Regions from separate parts of the Mus musculus genome. Here regions 1 and 2 are each linked to region 3. The links are chromatin contacts, called in public promoter capture Hi-C maps. All regions are on one chromosome and are shown on one strand. The core of a region is the stretch at or near the end of the contact, and the rest is flanking DNA. Distances in the headings are between cores, read along the strand shown. Region 1 holds the start of Slc16a4 (solute carrier family 16 (monocarboxylic acid transporters), member 4). Region 2 holds the start of Kcnc4 (potassium voltage gated channel, Shaw-related subfamily, member 4). Region 3 holds the start of Pifo (primary cilia formation).

Region 1 (3,030 bases), core at 372-2,871, 1.3 Mb after region 3:
TCATATGTTTAAAGACCCCGTAAATGCAACATTGAATCAGTAGTTACAGATGCTGAAATATTAACTAGTATCCCAGATAGCTTAACAAGTCTTTCCTCTTATTAACAAGAATGCATCACAGTTTTTTCTTTTTTGGGGGGAGGGAGTGGGAGTGGGGGCAGTGTCTGACTTTTTTTTTTTTTTTTTTTTTTGGTTTTTCAAGACAGGGTTTCTCTGTGTAGCCTTGACTGTCCTGGAACTCACTCTGTAGACCAGGCTGGCCTCGAACTCAGAAATTCACCTGCCTCTGCCTCCTGAGTGCTAGGATTAAAGGCGTGTGCCACTACCCCCGGCCTGGCAGGGTCTGACTTTAACCCCAATTTGCTCAAACTCAGCAATCCTCCTTACTTCTGCATTGTATGCTGAGACTGTAAGTGCGAGCTACCATACACTGCAGTAAGAAATATTCTTGATCCTAAACAATCTTGTAAAATAGTATTAATAACATTTTATAGCTTTCGAAACAAATTCAAAGAGGTTAGCTTGTTCAGGATTTCAAGACTTAAAATGCAACGTTGAGCTTCTATCCAAACCAGCATTACTCACTAGCCCTCAACGTTTCAAGAGTATCAATCCTGCCACCAAAGACCTTGAAAACAGTCCCATGGATGGTCACTAAAAACATTTCTGGAGTATATAATTATCTCTTCCTCTGTGTTTTGCCTTCTGCTGACTGTTTCTTTGATCTTTCCCACCAACACCCATATCTGCATCATGTTTCCATGGTTGCGTTCACGGAGCGTTCTCCCAAACTAAGCCATCCTTCTTTAAGAATTTTAATAAGAAAAATTAGAGATGGGCTTTAAGAGGATGAGAAGCCCATGTTTAAAAAACAGAACAAAGGTGCAGATTTCCAGATCAAACAAAGAAACCATACTTGGGCTTAAAATACACTCTGGATTAAAACCTGGAATGTTGGTGTAGGAGATCAAAGGCACTATTTTGTTGACTTTTTTTTTTTTTAATGTGGAAGGTGGAGCTAAGGAAGGAAATTGGACTGGAATGTTGAATTATTCGGGTAATTTTCTAGGACTCAGCCTTAATTATTCCCAAAATTCAGTAAGAAAAAGTTTCATTAAAATTACTGTAAGTATATATCTTCATGGAAAGTTAAAGTAATCGGGTTCAAAAAAGCGATTAAAATGGGGCCTGAAACCCCAAATTAATCATACTACTGAGTCAGAGGGCACAAAGGGGCACAGAGCAGCCTGGATTTACTAAGGACTGCAGTGGGTTTGCTAAGATGGACTAAACCCAGGTACCCACGTTAAGCAGGCACTCTATCATGGAGCACTATCTAGCATGGAGCACTATCTTCAGCTCCAGCACTGCCATTTGTGGTCCAGAAAGAGCTCCCCCGTCTCTGGAAGACTTTTATGCTTCTTTTATAAACTAGTCTCAGCCTCCCTGAGGAACTTTGGACAACTTTCAAAAATCTGGAGTCCCATCCCCCATCCCAGACTTGAGAAGATTTTCTCCTTGGTTTACCCAATGGCTTTTGGCCGGAGGTGAAAAAAGTGTACCTTGTGGGCTGGCTGGAAGGCTGGCCTGAGTTGTTCTCAAGTTACAGCCTTTCCTCCTCCTCCCTCAGGAAGTAAAGTCCACAGGCAGGAGCTGCTAAACCTCAGCGCTGCCCCCGCTTGACTACAGTGCCTGGTTGTTTCCACCAAGCAGCGGAATGGGAAGCCTTAGAAAGAGAGTAACGTTTTAGGGAAAATAATTTTTCACCTGAAATTTTCTTGTCTCTAGAGGATTCATTTGCTTAAAGGTAAGGTGAAGTGGAATTGAAATTGGGTGATGGGTTGGTCTTCTCAGGGACCTGGAATGACTAGAATCTCTCTGTCTAGAATTATCTAATAGAAATCTCTCCCCCTACACACACACACACACACACACATCTCACAACTGGCATCTTTCTGTCTAATCTAACAGACCTTACTTTTTTAGACACTAAACACACACACATGCGTCGCATACACACCTGGCTGCTTTCACAAGGACAGATGAGGATAACATCCATTCCTCAGAACACGTTCTTTCTCAATATGTGGGTATTTATTTACTCAACTCTGTCTGAAGTTAGCACACTATGACATTCTAATCTTGAATGCTTAGCATCTCTCTCCTAAGGTGGAGACTAGTCTCCTGCAGAATCATAAGTTCACCACCACAACCAAAATATTTAACCTATTTAGTACCCTCTATTTCAAATCACTCATATTTCCTAAGTGGGCTTCCCAATTTGTTTTTCTGATCTAGTATCCTCTAAAGAGATAAGTTACTTTGTTGGGCTATCTAGTTCTTTAAAATACCTAAGCTCCATAAAAAGGGGCTGTCTAAACCCAAGAGCCCCCTCCCATTTAACTTTTCTTTAGATTCAAGGGCTGGTTCACAGGAATGGATGGGTAACACATGGCTTCCTCTAAAACTGGCTTACAGCTGATGGAGATCCTGAGCACAAGTAGAGTGGCCATTCCCATCAGGGACTCGAGGTTATTAACATCAGGCAGACTTCACGTAACTAAGGGGGAACGGAAAAGTGAAAAGTTTCATACCATGGAACAAAATAAAATTTAATAGTTTAACATGCACACCTATAATCGCAGCCTTCAGGAAGTAAAGGAAGGACAGCCACAAGTTCTAGGCCAGGTGGAGCCACAAAGCAGGTCTTAAAACCAACCAAAAAGACAAACAAAATATCCCACTTACAGTTAGATTACTTTCTTGACTACTGAATCAACTGTTTTGCATCTGTTCCAGTGATCTCCGCATGTAGCCTACAGGAAGCATCATGGTGAAGAAGGAAAAAACGCCCTCCCCTTACACCAAACCCCTTGATGGAGGATGGGGGTGGATGGTCGTGCTTCATTTTTTCCTGGTAAGTGTTTCTTTCCCCTTTCCAAGTGCTGAACTGTACGAAGAAAAGCTCAAAGCAGTCTAACAAGATCGATGAAGGAATCTTGAGATTTGAGTAGACAGGAAGCCAGGAAC
Region 2 (3,009 bases), core at 191-2,690, 1.5 Mb after region 3:
CTTTCTGGGAAGCCACTTTGTGCTGCAGCAGAAACAAAAGAGCAGTGACAAATCTGGTATCATCACCAGGAAGCTTGTGGCCGGCCACTGTCCTGGGATCCTAAAGTGGGAGGCTTTTCCTGTCTACTTCTCTCTCCTGTCAGCAGCAGCCAGGCTGTGACTGAGGTACAGAAAGCCTTGGGACATGGCCTGCTCCTAGGAGAAAATGCCCTCTCTCAGGAGAGGGGGCCTGTGTTCTGGGGAATCTCTGTCCTTTATGAGACAGGTATTCTAGAAACTATGCCCCCCCCCCCTTTTCTGAAATCCATAGGCGCCTGCATACAGAGCTGCTGGCAGGATAGAAACAGGTTAAGTGTCCTACATAATCCACGGTTCCTTCTCTTGATCCGGCCTCACCCCTGAAAAAGGCCAAGTTTAAGCTCTCCAGGACTTTGTGGTCCTGTGGAGGGCAATTGTGCTGATCAAAAAGGAGTGAGAAATGCTCAAGTTGAAGGCTTGCCACTCACTGAGGGGCATGTGCCAGAGCAGACAGCTCGGATCAGGTCCAAGTAGTAAGTTAAGTGTGTGCAATTTCCTGATGGAGCATGCAGGAGACCAAGGAGGGTGGGTGTTAGGAGGCAGGTAGTTATCGTCTGCCAGGTACGTCAGTCTCCTTCCAACCCCCTCCCCATCTGACCTACCAACACTAACACCAAGAAACCCTTGGGCACGGAGATGGGGAGATCCTGGCTTCTGCCACTCACCCTGGCCGCCCGGGATGAGTAGGGATCCTCGAAGAGCGCCCACATTCGGGGCTGCCAGCCACGGCACCCTCCGGACCCAGCACCAGGGCCAGAGCCTCCTTCATGGGGGCCCAGGCGCTGCAAGGCCAACTCCCGCTCATCGTCGCCAGCCTCGTCGCCTGGCCCTGCGCCACCCCCGCCCCCGTCCGGGCTCTCGAAGATGTCCAGTGCCTCCTCAGCATCGCGGTGCTGCCGGTAGGTCATCCAGCAGCAGGGTTCCACATCTGTTTCATCGATACCCCAGAAGGTGAGCTCTTCCTCAAAGAGAGGCCCACAGACGTCTGCGGGGCAATGCAGCTTGCCCGTACGGTAGTAGTTGAGCACATAGGCAAAAACACCCGGGTGCCGATCAAAGAAGAACTCACAGCCCCCGCCGCCGCCGCCGCCGCCGCTGCTGCCGCTGCTGCCTGCACCGCCGCCATCCGACTCTGGCCGACCCCCGCCGTCGGGATCCGCCAACCAGGCAAGGCGGGTGCCCGGTAGGGTGCGCAGGGTGCTGCGGTAGGTCTCATGTCGCGTGCCGCCCACGTTGATGATGATCTTCTCCGACGCCTCGCCCTTGGCCATCTCCTCCTTCAGACATGTTTTGGACGGAGGCTTGTTCCCCGACTTGCGCCCGCGGTAGGAGGAGACACACACCGAGCTGATCATAAGAAGCGCTGCGGGGCTCCGGCTTGGGGCGGCCGCTGCCCTCCAAACACCCTTCCCAAGGAGGCAGCGTCAGAACGGGGAGGGGGAGGAGACGACAAGGAGGAGGTGGAGGAGGAGGAGGAGGCAGGAGGTGGTAGCGGCCCCTTCTGCGGAGTGGCTCTGCCCCTGCCTCCCCCCCAACCCCCCCGGGGCGCGGAGCAGGAAGAGTTGGCTTTCTGTGGTGCACAGGTGGTTGGGATTTAGGCAGGCAGAACCTAGTGGAGGCAGGAGGTGAAGACCTGGGTCGAGGACTCAAACCAAAGGGTCCGGGGTCCCAGGAGGTAGGGGCAAGCACAAGGATGCTCTGGGCCGGGGACACGCCCCCCCGACCCCAGAAAGGCAGAGAAGCGCACAGTCCCAGAGCACTGCGAGGGTCCGCGGCGCGCGCGCTCACACTCACACGGGCCACCCTTTGGCTCCTAGAACGCGGCGAGCCCGAAGGCGGCAGGGTTTCTCCGGGCGGCGGCAGCGGCGGAGGCAGCAGCGTAACAGCAACAAGTCCTCGGAGCGGCTACCGGGGCCGGGCGGATGCTCCTACGGTAGCCAGAGCTCTGCGGGGCCGGGCAGTGTGCGGTCAACTCGAGGCGGCGGTGGCGGGCATGTGGCCCGTTCCCCCCATTCATAAATCCAGCGCGGAGCACCGATGGCGGGCGGGGTTGAGTCGAGCGAGACGGACCAGCGGGTGGGGGTTGCTCAGGACCAGGCGGCAGGAAAACAAGCGCGCCCGCAGCAGCGAGCCTGGGTCCTGCGTCCGTGGCCGGGAGCTGCGCCGGGCTGGATGCAGCGCTGCGGGGGCCGCGCCGGGACGAGGGGGGGTTCAGACGGGGCGTCCTGCGCGGCGCAGAGCCTGGAGGGCGGGGCTGCTCTGAAGAGCCAGGCACCGGGTGCTGGCGGAGTGTCCCGGGCGGTGGCCGAATGGCCAAGGACACCTGCAGGCTTCCTGGGCCGCGCCAAGAGGGAGCCTCAGCGCAGCGCCCCGGCGCCGGGTTCCTGAGATCTGGCGCCGCCGGGAGCCGCGCCATCTGCGCGTCTGCCCATCTCCGGGCGGGGCGCCGGCCTTGGCTCCCTGCTAGGGGCGGGCGCGAGGTGGTCTAGGGAAGGGAGCGCCTGGGCGCCAGAGGAATGGGGCTCAAAGGGCTCTGCGACTCCCTCCCGCGATGACAGAGGATGCGACGCTCCAAGTGGCGCCTTTTCCTCTCGGCCTCGCCTGACCAGGGCGCACCCTCCGCGGGGCGGGGTGGGCGCGGCGCTGCGAGGCGCAAGGCCGACCTGGGGCGTTGCGGAGCTCGGGCAGCAGAGCTCAGCCTTCATCCGCGCATCCCAGCCCAGCGGAGGCGCGTAACCCGCTAGCAGCCAGTGCCCAGCGTCGCGCGCCGCCCCTGCGCGCCTCCGCTTCCATCCCCTCTCGGCCCCACTCCCCGCCTCTCCGTAGCCCTCAGCTCCACCCACTGCAGCCCTTGGTGACACCTGAGCGCTCCCGACCCCTGACCTCTAACCTCTCTCTCTTCCTGTCTGTTTCTCTGCACCTCCTCACGCA
Region 3 (2,908 bases), core at 278-2,777:
ATCTCCAGTCCTTGACTGTCTATGTGGAAAACCACTAATAAGAGAGTAGGAACTTATGCAGCCCGGTTAGAGCTCAGTGAAAGCACATTTGCCTGGTGCAGTCTAGGCTCAGAACTACATCAGAAAAAGAAAGATAAGATTTCCCCCCACATAATTAGACTTGAAATCTAGCCAGACACATATACCACAAAGTAAAAAAGTTGGAATTTATCCTTTAACTGACAAGATAACGTGATGTATGTAGGTTCTCAATTTCAACTTTTGGTTATTAAAACCTTGCTTTGGATCCATTTCTTTAGTGAAGGGCTTTTCTCCCTGCTTCCCAATCATCTACCTGTGTTAATGTCTCAACATAAATTTATGTTGCCACATGATCCACCCAGAACAATCCCAGAACATTACCTTGCTGATTGGCTTAAACCTCACAGCTGTCCTGGCTCCAATAGCATAGCCTTTCGTACTGGTTGGGACTTTCGATAGATTATATGCCAAACCATTCCACTTCCAGTGGAAGGAAGAGAACGAAGGCGGGGTGGGGTGGGGGGTGGGGTGGGCGTGGGGTTGGGGTGGTGGTGGTGCGGTGGTGGGGTGGGGTGGAGAAAGAAGAAAAGCATCAGAATTAGTAACACAATCCTAGAACGGCCTTCAAAGTGGAGTGAATACAGAATGTGTAAACTTCTCTGCAAGACATGGCCTTCCCCCACCTTGTCTTGGTTCTTTTATAGTCAAAAGCATAGAGTTCAACAAATGACACAAGTGACTTTGCAAAGAGGTGTGGCTGGACAGACAAACACATGAATTTCTGTGTATCCCAATGGCTTCAGTCTTTAGAGCTGTCAACAACTGAATTTACTTTTATGGAAGAGTCAGCCTGAAGATTGTACTGACTGACAGCTCAAGAGGGCGCTGGAAGTGAAGACAGGGAAGGGATTATATGAAGACAAGCTTGCGTTTAGTGGGGGATGGAAAGTGGCGAACTATCGTAGTTTACACATAGGCTCTACAGCTTGTCTCATATTGGGACCCAGAAATTAAAGTTACACATAGAGCAGTTTTTCTCCCAGAACACCTATGCATCCTGCTGTAGACAGGAAACTGAGTCCCACCCAAGGGGAAGTGAATACTTACATCTGTTGCTGCTGCATAACACCCAGGGCCTGTGTGGGGCATTCCCCTAAGAGGGAGATACAGGTTCCCCAGCCAGGTTGGGGGATGGTAGTGAGGAAAGAGTTTCCTCGCTTGACGTGTTCCAAAGGAGTAATTATTCACCTTCCCTAAAGATCAAGAGAAGAAACTCCAGGTGAGCACGTGGGTGGAGGGAAGCATGGGGCAAGGGGACCGTGCTGCCAACTCTTACATTGTAAAGCAGGTGTAACTCCACGGAGCGGAGGAGCAACCGGTATTTCCTCCGTGTTCATCTCTCCTGCTCTTCTTACCCTTCTTCTGCTGTCTGCTCTGTAAATCTCTGCTACTCTCCTTACCTATTCTGCTGAAGCACATCCTGCAGGGTGCTAGGATTAGCTCTGTGTACTACGTTGCCAAGGGAACGGAACCGCGGAGAGCTCTGAGCGCGCCTGCGCAGCAGGTTGCTCAGGACACAGGTCAAGTTACATCTAAGCTTTGAGGCTCTTAACTCTAGAGGGTGGCACCAGCTAGGCACCAGGTGGAAGGGCTACATGGGTGAGTGTGTGGAAAACTTCTTTGGAAAAGTCCACGAAGAATACACTGCTGTAAAGGTAGGTCTATGGGGCTCAGATCACCCTAGGTCTGGACTCCGGGGACCAGAAAAGGAGAAAACTCTGTGCTGACAAGTGAGGAAGATTGTGCCTCTGAACGATGCCTGGAGCAGAGGACTGTGGGGCAGGTGGGTGTTGAGATTGCGCTGACAGCAAGGACCCCATCAGGTCCATTTTAGATCCGTTTTTCTTTTTCCTCAAGTCTGAGATCGTGTGTGTGTGTGTGTGTGTGTGTGTGTGTGTGTGTGTGTGTGTGTGTGTAGGGGTGCAGGGGTAGGAGAGCGCAGGAACGTGTGGGTAGGAGGCTTTCAAAAGCTAATGGCTCTCAGTGGAACACTAAGAGTGCATTTGCATTGTTGAAGAGCTTAATAATTTAACATTTTTGTAAGTCTCAGTATCCTCATAATTCTACTGACAGGTTTGCTGAGTGTTTTAAGGCTGTGGAAGCAAAACCACACAGTGTGTACTTCCTAGCAGTTGTCAACGTAAAAGGTTTTCATCACATAGATAACAGCCAACTAACCTTTGAGCTTTTTCATACTACTGAGAGAAAGAACATCAGAATGTTTGTTATTAAACTTTGTCCTGTGCAGAAACAAGAACTTTTCTCCCCTGTGTTTTAGGGTAGCTTTACGACTTGTCCAGGTATAGGAGGTAACAAGACACACTGTCTGGCCCATGCTGCTGTGTGTCTTCCTTCCTCCCTCCCTCCCTCCCTCCCTCCCTCCCTCCCTCCCTCCCTTCCTCCCTCCCCCCCCCTCTCTCCTTCCTTCCTTAGATTATTTTTTAGATTTTTTTATTAGATATTTTCTTTATTTACATCTAACCCTTTACTAGTTTTCCCTCTGAAAATCCCCTATCCCTTCCCTCCTCCCCTGCTCCCCAATCTACTCACTCCCATTCCTGGCCCTGGCATTCCCCTATACTGGGGTATAGAACCTTCACAGGACCAAAGGCCTCTCCTCCTATTGATGGCCAACTGGTCCATTCTCTGCTACATATGCAGCTAGAGCCACGAGTCCCACCATGTGTTTTCTTTGGTTGGTGGTTTAGTCCCTGGGAGCTCTGGGGGTACTGGTTGGTTCATATTGTTGTTCCTCCTATGGGACTGCAAACCCCTTCAGCTCCTTGGGTCCTTGATCTAGCTCCTTCATTGGGGACCCTGTGCTCCT

Evidence for each region. Promoter capture Hi-C pulls out the DNA fragments that hold promoters and counts their contacts.
Region 1: a contact with region 3 is called in a promoter capture Hi-C map of hippocampal neurons, with 5 times the contacts expected there. The contact joins the promoter of Slc16a4 here to the promoter of Pifo in region 3. A contact is called at or near these places in 3 of 39 promoter capture datasets (embryonic stem cells, hippocampal neurons and stem cell-derived epiblast-like cells) and 1 of 9 other capture datasets (liver).
Region 2: a contact with region 3 is called in a promoter capture Hi-C map of hippocampal neurons, with 4 times the contacts expected there. The contact joins the promoter of Kcnc4 here to the promoter of Pifo in region 3. A contact is called at or near these places in 4 of 39 promoter capture datasets (the 3T3-L1 cell line, hippocampal neurons, liver and 1 more).

The regions. Positions count from the first base shown.
Region 1 is chr3:107,289,609-107,292,638 of GRCm38.p6, forward strand. It overlaps Slc16a4 (solute carrier family 16 (monocarboxylic acid transporters), member 4), which reads left to right and starts at 1,622. Exons shown (of 9, transcript NM_146136.2): 1 at 1,622-1,807; 2 at 2,800-2,917. The coding sequence starts at 2,831.
Region 2 is chr3:107,457,458-107,460,466 of GRCm38.p6, forward strand. Kcnc4 (potassium voltage gated channel, Shaw-related subfamily, member 4) reads right to left here and starts at 1,441. Exons shown (of 4, transcript NM_145922.3): 1 at 744-1,441. The coding sequence starts at 1,433.
Region 3 is chr3:105,999,970-106,002,877 of GRCm38.p6, forward strand. Pifo (primary cilia formation) reads right to left here and starts at 1,528. Exons shown (of 6, transcript NM_029604.3): 1 at 1,358-1,528; 2 at 1,129-1,274; 3 at 403-501. The coding sequence starts at 1,418.